3 separate regions of the Mus musculus genome follow, and regions 2 and 3 are each linked to region 1. A link is a contact called in public Hi-C data. All regions are on one chromosome and are shown on one strand. The core of a region is the stretch at or near the end of the contact, and the rest is flanking DNA. Distances in the headings are between cores, read along the strand shown.

Region 1 (3,930 bases), core at 644-3,143:
CCATAGCCCTGGGCCATCCTAGCTGGTGGAGCCAGCTTCCCTCCCACAAGTTACTAATTAGCATGGAGATACCAGGCCCAGAAAAGACTAGGCCTGAGGTCTTGCAGTTCAGTGGAGAATCTGAGGATGGGACCCATTCTGCCAGGCATTACCTGTGATGAGACCAAGACAGCAAACAAGACATCAAGGAATTACACATTCTTTCAAGGCCATAGGGTGGCTGTGACCACCATCTAAAGGGGTAGCAGTTTCAGAGGGGTTAAGTCACCTATCCAGGGCTGCATAGCCTGGCTGGAGTTTTCACCAAGACCTGCCTGGCTCTGCATAGCCATAGTTGGCATCTGGTGGGCATCTTGGGGAGAGGGGAAGTGTATGCAGATGCCAGTATGTGAGGAGTCTTCCTGATGCTCAAAGAGTCCTCCACACCACCCCCAGGGGTGACCAGGGGAAAGGAAATTCCCCCAAGGTGGGTCCCTGAATGCCCAGCCTGGCTCAGGACCCATTGCCACTAACAAGCCCATCTCTGTCCTCCCTCATCACGCCACACATGGACAGGCGGCCACATGCCTGTTTCTCTTATGTCTTCCAGTTGTGAGGTCATGGTGGGTATGACAGGGTGGGCAGTCTTCCCAGAGAACCGGGCTTCTCCTGCAACAAGGTGCCATGTGCCCCTGGATCTCACTGGAGCTCCTGATCCTGCTGTCCATGGGTCTCAAGCATTGCTTGAACCTTTGGACAGGAACCAAGTTGGCAGTTGGGTTTGGGTCACTCAGGATGGGGAACTATTTAGAAAACGCACACTCTCACCCGAGCTACCTGCTGTTTTCCACAGGGGACACAAATGATCTTCAATGCTGCCAAGGAGCTGGGCCAGCTGTCCAAACTTAAGGTGAGGGGGCAGAAGCTCTCAGGAGAAAGACTAGGAACAGATCAACAGGCAAAAATCCCTGCTCCCAGACCTGAATCCCACTTAAAATGTCCTTGAGTATAATGGATCAAGGATACAGATCACTTGATCCACAGCATGGAAAGCAAAGGCTCACAGTGTAAAAGCTTTGCCCACCTAACCTCTCCCTGCCATCCCCACAGGATCACATGGTGCGGGAAGAAGCCAAGAGCTTGACCCCGAAGCAGTGTGCTGTTGTTGAACTGGCCCTGGACACCATCAAGGTAAGGGAGGGGCTACAGAGGGTTTTAAGAGAGGGCATGAGAAAGTGGGATTTGAGGAATGCATAGGAATTTACAAAGTAAAGTATATGGGTAGCGAGCAGGGAGTAACTTTCCATCTGTGCATACAGTAAATACAGTGGTCCTGGGGCAGCTGTGGCCTGGTGAAGATGGGGAGGGTGAGAGGTGCTGGGAGCCATCTGAAGCCTCACTGTGTCCACCCTCAGCAATACTTCCACGCGGGGGGCGTTGGCCTCAAGAAGACCTTCCTGGAGAAGAGCCCGGACCTCCAGTCCCTGCGCTACGCCCTGTCGCTCTACACGCAAGCCACCGACCTGCTCATCAAAACCTTCGTGCAGACGCAGTCAGCGCAGGGTAAGGGAATCTGGTGCTTTCTTCCCGAGCCAACCAGAGTCTCCCCGCCCAGCCGCAGGCTCCTCCCCTGAATGACTGACAGAACTCCATGGGGGCGGGGCATCCGACATCTAGGCACCAAAGGTGATTCTTTCAAGACAAAGAAACAAGGGGTGATGGGCAGCCGTTGGAGGGAACCTCACTGACTCCAGAAGCCAGGATTTTAAAGCTTCCAGGGCAACGGAGTGACTGTCATTGAGGGGCGGGACCTGGTTGTCCGCTCTGGGGCAGGACTTCTATGGTACTCTTAGAATAAGAGAAAATTGACAGCTCTAGGTGAAATCTGATGTCATGGATTCAAAGCGTGGCTTCCTCCTTGGGGGCGGGGCCTCTGCGCTAAGTCAAAGATGTGGAATGATTGACAGGTCTAGGAGGTTCAAGGATCTGGCCCTGGGAGTTGTGGGGACCTGGGAGGTGCTGGGCCTCAGGTCTCCCCGATCCCTCTGTCTGTCTGTGTTGCTTCTGTCCCCGTCCCTCTGAGCTCTCTCCATGCAGCAGCTGAGGCCACAGGGCAGGGGTCCAAGGTCCTAGTATCTCTCTCTCTCTCTCTCTCTCTCTCTCTCGGGACCCCCGTTCAGAATTACCCCAAAGGTGCCATCTGGGCAGAGGTTGGTGACCTCAGGCTTTGTTCTTGTGGTGGAACGAGGGAGGTTGTTATCCATGGCCCCCAACCCCGCACAGCGGGTGGAGCCCAAGCCTCAGTTTCCTCTCCTGTTCTTGTTGCTTTTGGTGTCCCTAGTGTTCCCGGAGTGGGAGGCTGTCTGTCTGTCCGTCCGTCTGCACTGACGTTTCTTTCTCTCTCCCCTTCTCTCTCTCTCTTTCTCTCTCTCTCTCACTCTCTCATTCTCTCTTGCTCTCTCTCTTGCTCTCTTGTTCTTCCTGTCACTCGCTGCCCCCTTTCTGCGCCTCCCCCCCCCGCCCCCCCCCCCGCCACGTACACTCCTCCCTCCTCTCCTCCTCCCTCCCTGTCCATCCTGGTCAGTCCATGGTGGAAAAGGGACTAGGTTTACCCTTAGTGAAGACGTTTGTCCTGAGATGGGTACGTGCCTGCGCCGCCCGCCACCCGCACGCGGTGCCCGGTGCCTGCGCCCTTCCCCCTGCCCGGCTAGTAAGACCCCGGCCTTCCCGCACGGGGGCGCCATGTCCTCGCACATGGGGAAGGGCGGCTTGCTGGCTCCACCCAGGGAAGGAGTCCCCATCCCTTTCTCCCAAGACACACGCATCCCAGGCTGGGCCTGCGGCTTCCATTCCCAGAAAAGCACAAGAAAACTAAACAATGAAGTGTGCTCAGATCCTAAGTCAGCCATTCTGCAGCCAGCCTCCTCCCTGACTGTTCTGTCCCCTGGAAAACAGGGATAGTCAAGATGGACATTTCCAGGTGTGCCTGATGGCACAGGCCTGTGGTCCCTGTACTTGGGAAGCAGTGATAGGGGGATCACATGTTCCCACCAATCTTAGTCAAATACCCGCCCCCATCCAAAAAGAACTTGCATCCTGTCCAGTCTTCCCACAGGCACCTGAGGTTTCCTGTGGTTGAGGGTCAAGGCAGCCTCCTTCCCCTACAAGAGACTCTGGTTATGGTGGGAGGGTGGAGTGTGTGACAGCCCCTTCCTGGTGGAGCCAGCAAACCTGGGGTGGGGGCTGGCACCGCCCCCTCCTCACTTCTTACTAGCCTGGGCCTTGATCTGACCTTTTACACAACCCACCATGTCTAACTCCCCAGCACCCCACCTCTGGCCCGGACTGAGCTTGCTGAAGCATTGGCCTGGGGGGAGGGGGCTGAGCATGTGACTGGGGAGGTATCTGAGATGATATGGGTGACCACCTGAGGTGGACAGTGCTGGGGCCATGAGCGCAGGAGTCTCCTGGCCGCCCTGTTTCCTGATCCCCATCACTTCCTGTCCAGCACAGGTAACCTGGATGGACCTCTGATGATCATCTTGCCTTCCACATTCTCTTCCTTGCCATGCCCGTGCATGGGGTGCCCTGGGAGTGGAGAGCTGCCTGGGGCGGGGCGGGGCTGGGTGGGGTGGGGGGTATTGATGAGGTGCTGGTGGCCACAGCCTCACAGGCCCTGGGATGTGCATCTGAGTCACAGGTCTGGATGGTTAAAGCAGTAGTTTTTAAACTGACCCCTCATGAGTCCCCAGCATAACCAGCATGACACTTAATGGTGATTGGGAGGAGCCCTGCACATGGCTACCACACAGACAAATTAGTTGACTAGGAAACTAATATTAGGGGTTTGTTGACATCAGGAATGGCTGGATCCAGATTCCAATGCCATTGGTCAATTGGTATCCTTGGAGACCTTTGTGGCCAGATTACAATAAAAATTAGGAACTGAGT
Region 2 (4,273 bases), core at 996-3,495, 68 kb before region 1:
TCTGCTGCCTCCTGCCACCAGCATCCATGGCTCCATGGACACTTTTTTAAATCTCCAGGATGTCTGAAACAAACCAGTAAAATGTCTATGACTCTTAAAAAAAAATGAATAGGAGTTGGAAATCTGAAGACTGCTTTGACATCAGACATGGAGATGCAGAGTTTGGAGCTTGCCCACCTGGTTTCCTATCTTGCTTTGGGGATTACAGTTAAGTGATTGGATAAATGTCAGAAGAAACTAAACTTTGAACTTTTAGCATTGTTGAAACTGCTATAGACTACAGGGATCTTGAAAGTTGAATTTATTGTACTTTTTTATTATGCTATGACTAGATATGGCCCCCAAAGACTCATGTATTTGAACAAGTCTATGGGGGCCATGGAGTGGAATGTGATGGTTTGTATATGCTTAGCCCAGGGAGTGGCAGTATTAGGAGGTGTGGCCTTGTTGGAGTGGGTGTGTCACTGTGGGCCTAGGCTTTAAGACCCTTGTCCTAGCTGCCTGGAAGTCAGTGTTCTCCTAACAGCCTTCAGATGAAGATGCAGAACTCTCAGCTCCTCCTGCACCATGCCTGCCTGGATGCTGCTGCCATGCTCCCACCTTGATGGTAATGGACTGAACCTCTGAACCTGTAAGCCTGCCCCAATTAAATGTTGTCCTTATAAGACTTGCCTTGATCATGATGTCTGTTCACAGCAGTAAAACCCTAACTAAGACACTGGCCCATCTGATAAGTGCTGAGAACATGGCACCTCCTGGTGGCTTTAATTTGCTCTCCTTGGGGTACAGGAAGGCAGGGCAGCTTTGAAAACACAGGAGTCCTTTTTCTCTGGCCTGGCTTCCCTCACCAGGCCTCCCAGAGCCAGGGAGATAGGTGCTTATCTCAGGAGGGTGAGTCCCAGCAGCTGGGGCAGAGCCTTGGGTGGGGTGTCCTTGCCTGTTTATAATGCCATTGCCGTTTTCACCGAAGTGACTCCAAAACCTCAACTATGCAGTGAGTGAACATTTGTCAGGCAGGTCCAGGCTGAGTCACCTGCATTCTGAGCAGGAGCCAGAAGAGGTGTTTTCTGTGGCAGGGAGCTGGAGTGAGTGGCAGTTAACATGGCCCCCGGCAGCCTTACCTGCTGCATTGCCAGAACATGGTTGCCCCCACAAGATCATCCCTCCCGCCCCTGACCTGCTCCTTGTCTGTGGATTTTTCTGCCGTGTGACACAGGTGGGACGTTTGTACTAGCTGCTGTCACTCAACAGCAGGGCCTCTTCAATCATTTTTATGGTTCACTAATATCCCAGTGCCCGTGAATAGGGCTGCTGTGACCTCTGGGTGCACTCAGGGAAGGATTACCACGTCAAGGGACAATCCTGGAGCTCTGCCCACTGTGTACTGGTCCAGGGAGCCAGTGTCAGGAGGACTCAGTTTCCGGTTTAGGAGCTTACTTCTCCCTCCAGCAGGCTACTAGGGCCTGGGACTCAGAGTTAAGACCACCAAGTTTTTGAGGTAACTTCTGAGGAAGGGCGTGGTTGGGGACGCTCCTAGGAGATTTACACCTGATCCTGGCATTTAGGAGTTGGAGGGCCTACCAACAGGTTTTAAGGTCCTGGGATCTTCTAAGTCTCTGAGCTCACTCTCCTCCAGGCTGAATGTTTCCTCAGGAGAAGAGGGAGGAGGGGGGGCAGCTGCAGCATTGGCTGAGCTGGGGGGCTGGGAGGGAGGCAAGAGGCTACAGCAGGGGCTGAAATGAGGAAGGAGGGCGGAGGTTGAAGCCTGGGCTGAGCTGTGGGAGAGGCGCTGCAGTAGGGGACAGACAGACAGACTTGCTCAGGACAGGGGAGCTCCTGCTCCCTCTCGTGGCGTGGAAGAGGAAGATGGGGCTCTAAATGAAGGAGGGGTTGGAGGGAGTTAGACTCCCAGGGGAGGGGTAGGACTGGAGGAGGAAGAGGTCAGGTTGGGAATAGAGGTCCACTGGAGGAGGTGGGGGTTAGGGATAAAAGTGAATGGGCATGGCCAAGAAAGAGGGAAGGAGGGTGGAGACGTGGACCTTCTCGGGTAAATCTGGACGCAGGGTGGCGCCTAGAGGGAGGGGAAGGGCCAAAGTCCAGGTAGAAAGACAGGTGGGGAAGAACATGACCACAGTGAAGAACAGGACGGGGAGGGGCAAGGGAAAGGAACTAGACGGGGGGGGGGGGGGGGTGAGGGCGGAAGGAGGGAGACTTTCTCCTTGGCTACTAGGAAGCTCGACTCACTGGAGGGAGGAGCGGGAAAGGGAGAACAGGGAAGAAGCGGAGGAAGGCGAGTAGCCAAGAGCCAGCTCAAGGCGGTCGCCCAGGTAAACAGTGTGGCCTCCGGGGTTGTCTGGAGCCCGCGATCGCAGTGAGTGCCAGGGTCTCGGGTGGGGTGGTGCGAAGTTGAAATCTGTGGCGCTTTCTAGCTGCACCGTGCTGAAGATGCTCCGCAGCCCCGGCCATACTCCTGGGCTCCGGGTCTCTTAGACGCCGCGAAGTAGCCCCGCTACTTTCCAGGATCAGAAGCCCGCGTTTTCCCCAGTGTCTGCACAGCCGGGTGGCCTCGGCTCTGACTCGGTTTCCCCTGTTCGAGTTTGTGAAACTTTCCCTGTATGGGAGTTAGGCTGTGGTGAAGTAAACTGCGAGGCGTGGTGGTGGCAGCATAGTTAAATTGATAGTCTGTATTGCTAACCGAGGTTCTGACGCTTTGGGGTAAATTTCCCATTCTTTTCTTTTTTCTCCTTTTTTTTCTGAGACTGTCTTTGAACAGTCTACCTTCCTCCTGAGTGCTTGGTCTCGGGTCCCCACTTTCACTTTCTCATCCTGGCCTGTCACACTCTGTGGAGTCAGGAGGAGAAGGTGCGGCCGCTTAGGGGACATTAGTTGGTGCCCATCTGGTCAGTGTTTGCGCAGCCAGCCCAGGCCGGATCCCTTCCCCTGGGCGTGGCGTTTCCCCTCAATAGCTGAGATTGCGAAGATCCTGTAGGGGCCCCAGGAGACTACTCTGCTGCCCCCTCCGAGGTCTGGAACCCCGCGGACTTTTGTTCCCTGTCCTGCGTGGAGGGGCGCTGGAGGCAGAAGTGGGTGCCTGGTCCAAGTCCCTGTGCTAAGCTGATCCCCTGCCTCGGGTCCCCTCAGGAGGCGCTAACAGCCCAGCAAGGGTGGGGCTGGGGCCGGCGTGTTTACTTTACTCTTGATTACAGGGATCTTGTGTCTGTGACATTTTATCTTGATTGTAAAAATTAAAGAGGTTATTGTAATCCTGGTGTAAACGTCACCGGAAGAGGGACGAGAGAATGGGACCCGCTTAGAGGGTAGGGATCTAGGGTGACCCCAGACGCCAGGCCTATGAGGCTGCTCTGCTAATTGGAAGGGCAAGGAAATGGCCAGCACCTTCCCAGCCTCCGTTTCCTTGTCTGGGAAGTGGGCCGGGCTGGGCTTTCTTTCCCGGTTGGGGGTGGGGGGCTGGGGGACGCTGTGTAGCCTCGGAGAAGCTGTGTGAAGGCAGGGCGTTACCTCCGGAAAGCTGGGGTGTGAAAGCAGGGCCATCAAGACCTGGGCCTCCGAAGCTTTATCTTTATAGGAACTCTCTTTTTGTCGGTAAAATTCCAAGTTCCTCGTAAAAAGAAAATTGCCCAGGGTTAAGGAGCTAGTACAAACCTGAACGGAGCTGCCATGGGGTCAGTTGATCAGCTCGTCCTACCCAGCTAAGCGCTGGGTGACCCCGGGCTCAGGGTCACAGGGACAAACACCAACCTGGGGACCCCACGTCCAGCTGGGACGCACAGAAGGAACTGTCCCTGAAGCACCCAGCATCCTCCGCATCCCTCACTCTGGGAGAATGATCCAGAACGTCTGAGCGTGTCAGTATCCACCCTGATGCCTCTTTGAGCACGTGTCATTCCTCTACCTCAGTAGCCTTCTGAAGGCCGCTGCCAAGTCAGGGCCAAGGGCACAAGACCGTTTCCACCCAGGGCAGGGGGAGCCAGGGCTCATGAATATTCATAAAGAAATAACCAAGCCCATCATTAAGACTCAGTGTTTGAACCACACATAGTAATGAGCATTCTATGGGTCATTAATATCAAGATGAATCTCATTAATATTTAGCTAAAGTCATTAATATTCCGATGAAGTTCATTAATAGTCACAGCAGCAGCGCTATGAACCTCGGTCTGTGAGCCAAAAGTCAGGTCATTGGCCATCGACCTGTGCGTGCATGTCGACTGATGAGGCATCCAGTTCAACTTTGACACATTGATTAGCCAGT
Region 3 (4,345 bases), core at 1,038-3,537, 120 kb after region 1:
ACCTGGCATGAGAGAATCCCTGAGTACCCCCCCCCAGGACCCCATAAGTCATCAACGGTGCACATCTACCATCCCAGTGCTTGGGAAGTGGGGACAGGAGGATCAGGAACTTAAGGCTATACACGGCCACTTGGAGGTTAGCCTGGGCTACATGAGACACACACACCCTTAAAGGGGACAAAAAGCTGCCCTCTGTAAACGGAATAAAATCAGATTGCAAGGCTGATGAAATGGCTCAGCGGTTAAGAGCACTGGCTGAGCCAGTCGTGGTGGCACACGCCTTTAATCCCAGCACTTGGGAGGCAGAGGCAGGCAGATTTCTGAGTTTGAGGCCAGCCTGGTCTACAGAGTGAGTTCCAGGACAGCCAGGACTACACAAAGAAACCCTGTCTCGGAAAAAAAAAAAAGCACTGGCTGCCCTTCTGAAAGTCCTGAGTTCAATTCCTAGCAACCACATGGTGGCTCACCACCATCTGTAACAGGATCTAGTGCCCTCTTCTGGCGTGTAGATACACGGAGACAGAGCACTCCTACATTACAAAAAAAATTTTTTAAAAAAAAAAAAAAGATTAAATTAAAAAATAAATAAAACAGATTGCAGGGCAGGCAGAAGGTTACTTTTCTAGGGTCACATGCTGGCCAGGTGGCATGCTAGACCCAACTCGAGGCCGAACGGTGGCCCCCACCTGTCTGGTCAACCTGGAGCCACAGCCCATTGGTCCCAGGGGCAGCCCCCAGCCTTGTCGCCCCCACCCCCCTGCTGGCCAGGAAGGGTCTACGAGTCAAGAATCACCGGGTGGTTGTAAAAGGCAAAGGTCACACAGGGTTTCCTGCCCGCCCTTGGGAACTTCCTCCCTTCCAACCCCACACCCGCCTGCTCAGCGCCACCTCTGTCTCATCCCTTCCCAAGCTCTTGGGCCCAGGCAGCCTTCCCCTGCTGGACTCTTTGGGGGATGGGGGGCGGTGGTAGCGGTGGTGGTGGTGGTGGTGGTGGTGGTGGTGGTGGTGGTGGTGGTGGTGGATAACAAGAAACGGAGTAAGCAGGTAAAGAACAAAGACTTCCAGAAGATTCTCCCAGTGCTTTGGGGGCTGGTGTACCCGCAATATCCTTTTATCTGTGACCCTGAAATCGTATACCTCTATCTGGGCATTGTTCCACAGAGACCCTAGAACCTCCACGTGGGACACCACCTACCAACAAAGCTTACTGCCACTTCCTGGGACCCTGAAATTACCGCAGGCCAGGGACATAAGCACACTTTTGTTATAGAGGGGGAAACTGGGGCAGATTGTGGCAGAGTTTGGAGGCCTCTCTCCGTTATCCCCACTCCAAGACCCTGCTTTTCTACTGCATACCGCTCGGATTGTTTTGTACTTTGGGAGGAGTCTAGGCAGGGGCTCTATTGCTAAGCCACACACTATTCCCAGAGCATGCGCAAGTGAGGGGGATATCTCTGAGTGCTGGTAGAATAATTGAGGGAAGTTGTGAGGTCTCTGTAGTCCTTATGTGCACTGTTTGTCCATCCTGGAAAACTCCTTGGAGCTCCTGGGTGGTGAACTCACACCCACAATCCTTTGCCTTGGACCCCAAACTCTACAGCTGGTGGGAGCTATCCCACGGTGACTGGTGTGTTTTGTGGGACATTATCAGTGGTTCCCCACGTTTAAATCCAGCCTGCCACAGAGTAAAAGCCTGGGCCACAGAGCCAGTCTCTCTCTCTCTCTCTCTCTCTCTCTCTCTCTCTCTCTCTCTCTCTTTTGTTTTGTTTTTTTGTTTTTCAAGACAGGGTTTCTCTGTATAGTCTTGGCTGTCCTGGAACTCACTTTGTAGACCAGGCTGGCCTCGAACTCAGAAATCCGCCTGTCTCTGCCTCCCAAGTGCTGGGATTAAAGGCGTGCGCCACCACCGCCCGGCCAGGGCTAGTCTCTTGTCTCACTTGTGCCTTAGTTTCCTCTGCGCCTAGCCACCGGACTGTTAGATAACACGTCCCGGGAGCAGAGGGCACTGTCTGGCCCATCTAAAGTGGGGTGTGTGGGGTTGGAGTGGGAGAGTGGCGGTGGTGGAAACTGAGGCCGGACCAGGCTGGGGAAGCCAGTTCAGTCACCCAGTGAGTGCCCCGCCCTCCACCTATCACAGCTGCCCAGACTGTCAGTCAGTTCCTCAACAGCCTGGGTGGGAGTGTTGTGATAACCCACAGTCCCCATTTCCTCCTGGCCAGGAAGGAGCCGGGCAGAGGAAGCATTAAGAGGAGTAATATAAACACTCCCCCCTGCCTGGCGCAGTTCAGATCTGGCCAGGCAGACAACGCCAGACAGTGCGCCCTGTGGACACTGCGCAAATGGGGCTCTCCATGGACCGCAGCCCATACGCCCGCACGGGGGACCAGCAGCGCGGCTGCTGGTACTACCTGCGCTATTTCTTCCTCTTCGTGTCGCTCATTCAGTTCCTCATCATCCTGGGCCTGGTCCTCTTCATGATCTATGGCAATGTGCACGCCACCACTGAGTCCAGCCTGCGCGCCACGGAGATCCGCGCCGACAGCCTGTACAGCCAGGTGGTTGGACTATCTGCCTCACAGGCTAACCTGAGCAAACAGCTGAACATCAGCTTGCTTGTCAAGGAAACAGTCATGCAGCAACTGTTGACTACGCGACGTGAGATGGAGCGCATCAACGCCAGCTTCCGCCAGTGCCAAGGCGACCTGGTAAGAGGCGGCATGTGTGCCCTGGGCTGCAGCCCTGGGTGCGCCCAAATGCTAAACTCCATGGGAAGAAATCTGGATTCCCTCCTCCCCACACACACTCCTTCATTTATTTAGAACATGACCTCATGTAGTTCAGGCTGGTGTAGAACTCACTGTGTAGCCAAGGATGGCCTTGGGCTCCTGACCCTCCTGCTTCCACCTCCAGGACTCTAGGATGACCAGCCAGTGGTCAAGCCTGGTGTAGTACATGCAACACCACTGAGCTACAGCCTTTCTCTCTCCCTAATCCCACCCCCAGCAGAGTATGACTGTATAACCCAGGATGGTTTTAAACTCACAACAGTTCTCTGCCTCAGTAGATTGAGTGCTGGGATAATAGGTGTGGGTCACCCCATGTACCTGATGAAGATCTTGTGACTGTGATTTCTCCATGGCAGACATCACCTGTCAAGGAAGAGTTTGCTGCAGGTGGCTTAGTTTTTACAATTAAATGTATTTATTACACACGCATATGTCTACCCGCATGCTGTAACCTGTGTGTGGGGATCAGAGGACAACCTTCCACCGTGTGGAAGACTTGACTCAAGTTTTGTCAGCCTTAGCAGCAATTGTCTTTACCCACTGAACTGCCTTGCAGGCCTGATCACTCAATTAATTAATAATTAATCTATCTATTTCTTGACGCAGGGTCTCACTATAGCTCTGGCTGTCCTGGAACTCATAGAAATCTGCCTGCCTCTGCCTCCTAAGTGCTGGAATTAAAGGTGTGCACCACTATGCTGGGCTCTCTGATCTTTCAATTTAATAACAAAATCTCTCTTGGGATAAACCAGAAATTCATAATTTTATGGCTAGGCCCCTGGAGTGGAAGGAACTCTCTGGGTGAATGTGGGGGTGGGAACACATGCAGACCCTAGCATTGTCTGTCTGCAGTTGGCGTTTAGCTGGGTCCTGGGCATTCACAACAGGTCCTGCTGCTGTCAGTGCCTGCCCTGTGCCTGCTTAAGGCAGCTTCACAGAGATGGTAAACAGACTCAGAGGGCTAGGGTCTCCCTCTGTGTGACAAGGGTGAGCAGAGCTTGGGGCCAGCTCAGAGCTCAGCCCTTGCCCAGCATGGGTGAAGCTCTGTGCTCCAGGCCCATTAGCGAGCAGGGTTGAGCATGTACATCACTCTAATGCTTTCGAGCTAAAGCAGCAAGAGCTGCTTCAAGTCTACCCTGGGGTACATAGACATTTGTCAGAGAGGGGGTGGGGTGGGGGGGCACTTGTCTTTGAATACTGTGTGGTAGGAGATAGGAAGGAGCCCACTGTGACCTGGGACAGTTACAGAACTGAGGTCCTGGAGATAGCTGTCCCCACACAGTCCCAGTACGATGTTACACACATCCGACTGTGTTCACCCAAGACACCTCCACACTGCCACAAGGAGAACAAGAGGCTGCAGGCTGAGGCAGCTTCTGACCCAACAGCAGGGGTGCTGGCAGGCACTAAATTAGGGGTGAAGCAAGGATCTCCCCTGGAGAGGACAGGGTCCTAGGCTGCCTGAGGATAGAGGTGGCCTCCTCTCTCAGATCACTACCACAGACCCAGCCTCCTCCCTCAGACACTAGGACAGGACTGTGCTCCTCCCTCAGACTAGC

The links. Hi-C and Micro-C count contacts between places; a contact is called where the count stands out from the background.
Region 2: a Hi-C map of CD8 T cells shows a contact between it and region 1, with 2.0 times the contacts expected there. The contact joins the promoter of B3gnt3 here to the enhancer-like site in region 1. A contact is called at or near these places in 2 of 39 promoter capture datasets (the C10 cell line and hematopoietic stem and progenitor cells), 3 of 484 Hi-C or Micro-C datasets (CD8 T cells, embryonic stem cells and pro-B cells), 4 of 115 datasets of contacts at active chromatin or transcription factors (double positive thymocytes, effector CD8 T cells, embryonic stem cells and 1 more) and 3 of 9 other capture datasets (adipose tissue, liver and pancreatic islet).
Region 3: a contact with region 1 is called in a Hi-C map of bone marrow-derived macrophages, with 39 read pairs. The contact joins the promoter of Plvap here to the enhancer-like site in region 1. A contact is called at or near these places in 7 of 39 promoter capture datasets (the C10 cell line, embryonic stem cells, fetal liver and 3 more), 3 of 15 datasets of contacts at CTCF or cohesin (CD8 T cells, pro-B cells and stem cell-derived epiblast-like cells), 19 of 484 Hi-C or Micro-C datasets (B cells, the Ba/F3 cell line, CD4 T cells and 10 more), 9 of 115 datasets of contacts at active chromatin or transcription factors (the 230-238 cell line, bone marrow-derived macrophages, double positive thymocytes and 3 more) and 4 of 9 other capture datasets (adipose tissue, embryonic stem cells, liver and 1 more).

Annotation. Positions count from the first base shown.
Region 1 is chr8:71,632,129-71,636,058 of GRCm38.p6, reverse strand. Unc13a (unc-13 homolog A) reads left to right here. Exons shown (of 44, transcript NM_001029873.2): 39 at 833-889; 40 at 1,090-1,170; 41 at 1,395-1,542. Among named protein-coding and RNA genes, the nearest start is that of Mir6769b, 3.0 kb to the right of the region's middle. Within about 2 kb of position 1,893, at least 71 of the 459 cell types and tissues checked have an H3K27ac peak or open chromatin away from gene starts, as enhancers often do. A contact at or near this core is called in the 230-238 cell line, CD8 T cells, the CH12 cell line and 3 more, where this site is marked.
Region 2 is chr8:71,699,772-71,704,044 of GRCm38.p6, reverse strand. B3gnt3 (UDP-GlcNAc:betaGal beta-1,3-N-acetylglucosaminyltransferase 3) reads left to right here and starts at 2,245. Exons shown (of 3, transcript NM_028189.3): 1 at 2,245-2,327. It also overlaps the pseudogene Gm18860.
Region 3 is chr8:71,509,711-71,514,055 of GRCm38.p6, reverse strand. It overlaps Plvap (plasmalemma vesicle associated protein), which reads left to right and starts at 2,287. Exons shown (of 6, transcript NM_032398.2): 1 at 2,287-2,705. The coding sequence starts at 2,340.